2 separate regions of the Mus musculus genome follow, and region 2 is linked to region 1. A link is a contact called in public Hi-C data. All regions are on one chromosome and are shown on one strand. Each heading gives the region's core, a stretch centred on a gene start, on an enhancer-like site or on the middle of the called end of the contact. The rest is flanking DNA. Distances are from core to core; before and after follow the strand shown. Region 1 has its middle 53 kb from the start of Gm46300. Region 2 has its middle 120 kb from the start of Kcnj16.

The links. A called contact is a pair of places that touch in the nucleus more often than the background predicts.
Region 2: a contact with region 1 is called in a Hi-C map of the C2C12 cell line, with 2.3 times the contacts expected there. The contact joins two enhancer-like sites. A contact is called at or near these places in 1 of 15 datasets of contacts at CTCF or cohesin (the NIH/3T3 cell line), 3 of 484 Hi-C or Micro-C datasets (the C2C12 cell line, bone marrow-derived macrophages and nephron progenitors) and 1 of 115 datasets of contacts at active chromatin or transcription factors (acute myeloid leukemia).

The regions. Positions count from the first base shown.
Region 1 is chr11:110,602,661-110,607,063 of GRCm38.p6, forward strand. No RefSeq gene overlaps it. Among named protein-coding and RNA genes, the nearest start is that of Gm46300, 53 kb to the left of the region's middle. Within about 2 kb of position 2,526, at least 14 of the 459 cell types and tissues checked have an H3K27ac peak or open chromatin away from gene starts, as enhancers often do. A contact at or near this core is called in the C2C12 cell line and the NIH/3T3 cell line, where this site is marked.
Region 2 is chr11:110,879,015-110,883,417 of GRCm38.p6, forward strand. No RefSeq gene overlaps it. Among named protein-coding and RNA genes, the nearest start is that of Kcnj16, 120 kb to the right of the region's middle. Within about 2 kb of position 2,172, at least 9 of the 459 cell types and tissues checked have an H3K27ac peak or open chromatin away from gene starts, as enhancers often do. A contact at or near this core is called in the C2C12 cell line and the NIH/3T3 cell line, where this site is marked.

The DNA.
Region 1 (4,403 bases), core at 1,276-3,775:
CAACCAACCAACCAACCAACAGTTTCAACAGTATTACACTTAATATTATCTTCTAGCCTTTACACACACACACACACACACACACACACACACACACACACACACGCGCGCGCGCGCGCGCGCACACATGCACGCACATGCATGCACACACCCCCACAACACACCTGTATGAATATGCATCCACACAAACACATATGCACCTTCACAGGTGAAAAAGAACTAGTTTTCTAATAATCTGATTGCCCCTGTAAACGACAGATGCCTCCGACATATGCCCCTTGCCTAGAACTTGTTGGTCCCATACTGTATGTCCCAGGCTTTTCCAGCATACTCTGGACCGAGGTGAATTCTCAGGTTACCTATATGGCTCTAAACTTGGTCACCCCTCTTTCCTAGGTCTGAAATTGAAGACGTTGTATCATCAAATACTTTGGGGTTCAAGTCAACTATCTTAGAGTTGTGTGAGGGTCTTCTCACACTCCTTCCTTCATATACCACACTACACATCCATTCTAATGGCTCTTTCAACACTGAGGCTTATAAATCACCTCAAGCCATTGACTTCTTTCCAGCTTCAAGGTTACTACCAAAGTCTAAATGATCAGAATCGCTATCTGGTCTACCACAGTAGCCTGATAATTGATGTCTCTGTTTCTACTCCTACTGCTTTAGAGTCCATCATCCATTCATAACCACTTAAAAGGGACAGTTTAACATTGTTTAATAGTTTCTCATTGCACCAAGGATTGAACCTCAAATCCTTTACCCAGCCTACAAAACACCAACATTGAATATTTTCCTTTAATCATCCCACCTTGCTTTCTGCACCTTTAACGTAGCCTCTGCCCTCTAGTGATTATTTATTTCCAGGTTCTACTGGCTTATGCCGGCTCTTACTTTCAATCTATTTTTCCAGCTGGACCTTTTGCACAGACTCCTGCTTCCTCTAAGCCCTGATGTTATCTACAAGAAGAATGCCTCACAGTTACTGTCCAGTCATTTCAACTTTCTCTATTACAATGCTTCTATTGTATGTAACACTGCCCAATCAAGCATACTTATGGTATTATACAGGGAGGCCTTAAATATGTATTAAGTAACTTGTTGTCTGAACATTCCACTTGAAATTGTGGGTTCCTTAACAACAAAAGTACACAAACATTCTTTCAAACTGTTAGGAGAGCAGACAGCTTAAAGGAATAGGAGACCATCTTTATCAGTTATATCCAAGACAGAGAGCTAGTATCCAGGATTTACAATGAAATGCAAAATTAAACACCAGTAAAAAGAAGAAAACCAAATCGTGCAAATCAACAAATGGATTTTTTTTTAAAGATAGGATTTCTCTGACTGTCCTGGAAATATTCTCTGTAGGCCAGGCTTGGTTCAAACTCAGAGATCTACCTTCCTCTGCCTCCCAAGTGTTAGGATTAAAGGCATGTACCACCACAACTGGCTGAAATCAACAGTTCACAAGAGATATAGATCAGTGGTCAATAACTATTTTAAAAAAGAAACCAAAATCTTTAGTATTCAAGGGAATTTAAGCTAAACTACTTTGAGAAACCACCTGATTCCTGTGAGATTGGATAACATAAAACAGGAAATGCTGGTGGTGAAGATGTGGGGATGTAATGTGCTGATGGGAGTGTAGTGTATACATGTGCACACATACATATGAACACAGGAATGACTATAAATGTGGACAAAGCCTAATACAATAGAAAAAGGACCAAGAGAAGCTGAAGGTCAATGAACAGGAAGGTTGGGAATGGACAAAAGGACTCTTAGGACATGGCAAAGGGGAAGAGACCAGAAGAAGGGTCTCTCTCTCTCTCTCTCTCTCTCTCTCTCTCTCTCTCTCTCTCTCTCTCTCTCTCTCTCTCTCCCTCCCTCCCTCTCTCTCCCAATCTCTCTCTCCAAACCAAAACAAAAAACAAAAAAAACAAAAAACAAAAGAAAAGCATCTTGTTAAGAAAGATAAAGAAGGTAGGGAAGAAATATGAACAGAGTTAGGAAAACACATTTTAAAATGAATGCACTACCTTATTAAAAAATAGTTAACCTATTAGTTTATTTTTTGTCATAAGGCTTCACACATCCCAGGCTGGCTTTGAATTTTCCACGTAGCTGAATTTACAATCCAGCTGCTCCCACCTCCCAAGTGCTGAGATTACAGGTAGCCAGCCCCATACTCCCTTTCTGCAGGTGTTGGCAAGGGAACCTAGGGCCTCACTCGTGCTAGGAAAGCCCTTAACCACCTGAGCTACAATCCCAGTTACAGTTTTTCTTCTGAAATGTTAAAGCTGACATAAAGTCCTCATGGTCTGAGATGTGCACCCACTGGGAAGTGCCTACGTCTACAACATTCTTGATGTTTGTCCTAATGCTGGAATTGACATATTTTTCTATAAAAATAAGAAAACTGAGGTTCATCTTTTGCAGGGACATCATCATCTGTTCCTTGTTTCAAGAGTGTGAGTATTATTTACACGTCCTGGGTTTCTGACCCCTAGTGGTAGAGACCAAATCCATTACTCATGAGCCGCTCAATTTGCAGCCATTTAACATTCCAGATTCTCTGGCAGAGAGAGGAATAATGGAAACTTGCAATGTTTTCTCTCTCGGTTTATTTCTGTTCTCTTATTTCCCCTTTTTCATGTTCCCCTTTCTTCTCTGCCACTCTCTCCTTTTGCTTTCTTCATTTCTCAAGAATCCTTAAGGGAAATGTAGACCCGCTTTCCCAAGGCATCCCAGGAGTTTGGGATGGGGGAACACTGTATTAACATTGGGTTATTTCAAGAACTCAGTAAGTGTACTCCCCCAGTCAACCAGAGCCCGTTAAATGCAGGTGCCGCAATGTTTAATGAGGTTGACAGAGACTAAGGGAAGTGGCCGCCATAGGAGCCGCATGTGGTTTATCTACCAAGTGGCAATGATCCTTGATACCCCAGTGCCACTCCTAGGGCAGCAGATCTGTCTTTAATCTACTTGGATCACTGAGCAAATGGCTTAAATAAAATCTCTGCATGAGTGAGTCATGTCCTTCTTGGCTCCCGGATGGCATACCGAGGAGCAATGGTTTACTTTGTCTGAGTAAAAACATTAATATAAGAGAAACATTTTTGTTATGTGGTATCCTAACCCTCCTCCCCCCCAAAAAAATAAAATCACAAAAAGAAAGAAGAGACATATGGGCTGGAGCAGTGAAATTTGGATGAAAAAGTTCCACTTGACACGAGGAAACTCATGAAAAAAAATGTAGTAAATTTTCTTGGCAGAGGAGGGTAAAATGCAATCAGGAAGAAGTGGAAAAATATATATTTTTTTCACTGAACTGTGGCAGTGGATCTAACAGTGTTAGGCATGTAAAGAACTAATTCTAAGCCTCTTGCAGTTTTCAGTTAGATGAGATGCATTAAAAACCCTTGTGATCCATAGGGGTGGTGTTTCAGTGGCAGAGTCTGCATTGCCATGAACAGAGATGTTCATGTCTCTCTTCAAGGGAACTGGTTCACAGGAAGATAAAAATGCAGGTAGGATTGGTGTGGATGGAATGCACAAGTCTGTCCAAGTCACTATGGCATTTTCTCTGACTAAGAGCATCCAGGTTCTGCAGAATTCTTTCTTTCTTTCTTTCTTTCTTTCTTTCTTTCTTTCTTTCTTTCTTTCTTTCTTTCTTTCTTTCTTTCTTTCTTTCTTTCTTTCTTTCTCTCTTTCTTCTCTCTTTCTCTCTTTCTCTCTCTCTTTCTCTCTTTCTCTCTTTCTCTTTCTCTCTCTCTTTCTCTCTTTCTCTTTCTCTCTCTCTCTCTCTCTCTCTCTCTCTCTCTCTCTCTCTCTCTCTCTCTCTCTTTCCCTTCCCTTCCCTTCCCTTCCCTTCCCTTCCCTTCCCTTCCCCTTCCCCTTCCCTTTCCCCTTCCCCTTTCTTCCTTCCTTCCTTCCTTCCTTCCTTCCTTCCTTCCTTCCTTCCTTCCTTTCTTCCTTCCTTCCTTCCTTCCTTCCTTCTTCCCTTTCTCCCTCCCTCCCTCCCTCCTTTCTCTCCCTCTCCCTCTCTCTCCCTCTCCCTCTCTCTCCCTCTCCCTCTCTCTCTCTCTCCCTCCCTCCCTCCCTCCCTCCCTCCCTCTTTCTTTCTTTCTTTCTTTCTTTCTTTCTTTCTTTCTTTCTTTCTTTCTTTCTTTCTTAAGGCTTGCATATGTAATGTTTCCCACAGACTCACGATGGCCCCATTTGGTCGAGCTGTTTTGGGAGATGGTGGAGTCTGGGTCATGAGATCTAGTGGCTAGATAGATGTGAGTTGTGGGGGGGGGGACAGGGAAGGGGAGTCGGGAAGGGGGAGGTTTTGAGAATGATAGCCACTTCCAGTCCCGCTCTTAGTTTCCTGATCTGCCAGGATAGAAAGAAGA
Region 2 (4,403 bases), core at 922-3,421, 280 kb after region 1:
TTTTATGTAAAACCAATATATCCCCCAATTATTTTATTCACAGTTGATTTCATGAGCCAAGGGCCAGCCATATTTGAATTTCTCCTAACAGTAATTCTCTTATCTGATCACTTTTTGCCTCTTTGCCCACTACTATGTAGTGCAATACCAAACCCTGGGAACCAGGTAAAATAATATTTTAAGATCATATCCTCGAACTAGTCTTTTTCAGAGTTGTGGTTTTATGTTTGTTTTCACCGATTATCATGTCCGCCCAGAGTCTTTTCCCACTTATCTCTGTTTCTCAGAGTATAGAGGCTGTGGGGTTTATCAGCCCAAAAAGTTGATGTACAGATCTTGTCTGATATCTACTCAAAAACAAAGAGGTTTGTTTCATGTTGATCTCTTCTTTTATGGTGAATTGTTAAAGGAGGCTAATGCTAACCTGGGCAATGTTCCTTTAAGCCATGTATCTAAGAGTCAGAGGGTTCAGTAAGCACATGATGCTCTTTATGCTTTTACTGTGCTTCGGTCTCCCATCATTTATTCGTTGATGAAATGACACGGACTGGGACTCCATTATTTTAACCCATTGTCTCTACAAATCACTTCTCACTAGTGTTATCTGTTCTGTGAGTACCCATTTCAAAGCACCAACTTTTCAATGAGTTAGAATGATATTAGGTACCATAATAAGTTACATCCTATAATCTCTGAGATCCAGCATCATTCATGCCTATTGTCAGATTATATCATTGTTAGAAATGCACCTTCCTGGACAGATCACCTTATATGTGTTTATTCAAGCAATCTGTTGCTTTCCAATTTATAGTTCTACTTTATATAGGCTTTCAAACCTTTTCCATGTTAGAGCCATGTGTGTAAAGAGACTAGGGATATTGGTGTGATTCTGTTAGGAGCTGGTCCTAATGGTCATGATTGGCATTATTGACCAACATTTTATTAGTCACTAGATGATACTGGGGAAAATGATATGAATTATCATCTTTTATGTGTGAGTAGTATCAGATATCAATGGGTTTGGTATCTATGTGCAATCTCTGTCATAATAGATGGTAGAGAAATGAGTAATTGGATGGATTAGTTAACATCTGACATGGTATATAGTATAATTTTTGGATCTATAAACTATTATTGAAATGGATGAACATTGCAAGTTATAAATGTTCAAATAATCAAAAAGTTTTGAGGTGTTTAAAGTATAATACACAGGTCACAGGTTATTCATGTGTTCAACCACATTACTAGATATTCACTATATAATATACCCAATGTTTGTTCTATGCTATTAAAGAAATTCACTTTAAATCTTCAGCCTCAGAATGAACCCCTCTTTAGCTTTACAGTGGGATGTATGTACGCAGTAGCTAAAACATGTGTATTCATTATGAAATCACGAATATTATATAGGAAAACAGAGATCGTCTACTACTAAGGAAACAAGACAGGAACAGTCAGAGTTACTAAGTAGTTCTATTTTTTTTAATTAAAACTAAGTAGATATTAAAAAGAAAAGCAGGTCTGGGGAGATAAATCAACAGTATAGAGCAGCTGATGCTGTTGCAGGGGCCCCGAGTTTAGTTCCTAGCATCCCTGTGGCAGCTCACAACCATGTGTAACTCCACTGCTAGGGGACTCTTTTCTGGTCCTGGTAGTCAGTGCATGTACATGGTATTTACATACTTACACACAGACAAAGTACCCACACATAAAGTAAAAATAAATACTATTTTTAAGTCCGTTTTTTGTTTTGAATTTTACTTTTTGTTTTGCTAAGGGGGTGCACTATCTCATTAAATTAGAGCTATTTTACGAGTGGAGAGTTATCAAAATGCTGAACACATGGCCCTGAAGAAGTAAAATGTCAGAGCTGTTCAAAAAGGTCAGTTGTTTGTCTAGTTCAGTGGAAAAAAAAGATATCTTGACATCTTAAACCCCAGGATGATGTTTAAAGCAAAAAACCCAGCAAAGCCATTTTCCCTCCCTCCAGTGGTTGCCATTGTTGATGCTGAAGAATAGCTGGAATGAAGAAGTGAAATGGTCAAAGTTTGTTTTTGAGATGCTGCAATGCAGCACTTGGGCGACCTCCCATGATACTAGGTCCCCGTTGGGTCTGACGAACGCAGACATTCATTAAGGCTTTCACCGCCAGCAGTTGGAGCTCATCCATTCCATGCGAGCAGACGAACCACAAGTATTTCATTCCGTATATCAGTACCAGAAGCTGGAAGCATGGAATGCACACAGCGTGCTTTGAACCTCATAATTGTTCCTTATAATAATAAATTCTTACATTTGAACCTGTGAGTTATCAAGGAAAAAGAAACACAAAGCCACTTTGGTTAGAGGATAGACTTAAAATAACAGGAATTATGGAGATGGAAAAATACCACTTTTCTTTGTTGGCCCAGGGATTTATGTTTGGGGAAAAAGTGATTCAGAGGTGAGGGCGTTTCTTGGACATTAACAAACCGTAGAACCATTTGCATCCCTGACAATAGATGGAGTGTAAATTGTCATAGGGTCAGGTTGCTGCCAAGAAAAACGAGGTAAGATGAGTAAGAACATTTATTATTGAAAGACACTTTACCTTTTGGTGGAAGGCGAGGACGATTGTGATTTAAACTAGGATGTAAGTATTGATTAGAAGTGATGTAGTCATAGAAACAGTAGGTTTCCCCAGACATTTCTGTGTACTCAATCCATGCTTATCAGATTCTGGGTCTTATACAAATAAACTCCAGATGGAAGAAACAACCAGACGTTTCAATGTTAGAACCCAATGACAAAAAGGAAGAAAGGAAGAAGGGGAGAAAGAAAGAAAGGAAGGAAGCAAGGAAGAGAAGAGGGAAGGGAGGAAGGGAGGAGGGAAGGGAGGAAGGAAGGAAGAAAGGAAGGAAGGAGGAAGGAAGGAAGGAAGGAAGGAAGGAAGGAAGGAAGGAAGGAAGAAAGGTATTTTTCCCCAAAACAGTAGAATTCAAAAGACAAACTAACGTTAATATCTGAAATTCCAACACACTTAAAAGTTTTAGGTTAAAACCTTCACATAATAATCTCAGCATTCAGAAAACCAAGACAGTAAGTTGGTGACTTTGAAGACACCTTGCATTCTATGGAATGTTTGGAGCAAAGTTTAGTACATAGGAACACCCTGTCAAATAATACTGACAAACTAGAGGTTATAGAAATAATCATTTAAATGCAAGAAGGCCTTGTCTTTTCTTGTGACTTTCTGCAATTTTGTGAGACAATAATAGGCTCACTGCTTGATGTGAGAGCCAGCTTATTAAGTGAGCAAATATAAATAATAAACATGCATGAAGAAAGATATTAAATTGTTCTAGTAATCAGAGATCACAAATTATTACAATTTTACTTCTTATAAGAAAATGTTAACATTTTTAAAAGATCATTTCAGGATTAACTATCCTTCACAGTTGAAAATATTGTAAACAGGACAATATGAAATAGGACAAAATAAAATTCATCTTTTCTTGCTCAAGTCCCCACATCAAGGCTTAGGGAATATGACAGAAGAGAAAACAGAAAAAAAAAAAAAAAAAAAAGGAAGGCATAAAAGCAGGAAGGAGGGCTGTGAACAAGATCAGGCCGCCATATTCATGACCTCACAATAGCAGTGGTTGCCTGCAGAAGACCTGCACAGGATCACACCAATCAAATTCAAGCAAGGATTGTGGGCAGGCTTACTAAGTCCCACCCTGTAGGAAGCCATTTCGGGCTGTAAAACTAAGACCCACCCTGTAGGAAGCCATTTCAGGCTGTAAACAGGCCAGCCGGATGGAAGTCTGCTCCAGGTAGTAAATAAGCCCATGTTTAGTAGATGGCCCTTAATCCCTGATTGGCTGAGCGAGCCTGCCTGGTGACGTGATGTGACCTGTGGTGATTGGTGGGGGGCATGGTTGTGGCTGGAGGAGAGAAAAACACTTGTAACTAGAGAGGCTGGGAGATTTGAAGAAAATAGCTGCCTGAGTAAACTACTTAAAGAAGAACCGGTGGTTGCATCTTTCTTGCTGGTTGCAACACCACCCCTAGCTGAGGTTCCTTTGTTAACTGATAGCCAGTGGGTGAAGGAAGTCATTCTTACTCAGAAGTTGTCTGTGCTCCTAGGGATGACCCCAACCTGTGTGCTTAGGAACAGCACTAAATAGACTTAGTAGGTTGTTGAAAAAGTAAAGATTTTTTAAAAAGTATTTTTGTTGTTGTTGTTTGTTTGTTTTTTTTCAAGACAGGGTTTCTCTGTATAGCCCTGGCAGTCCTGGAACTCACTCTGTAGACCAGGCTGGCCTCGAACTTAGAAATCCACTGGCCTCTGCCTCCCAAGTGCTGGAATTAAAGGCGTGCGCCACCACTGTCCGGCAAAATAAATAATTTTTAAGTGTATT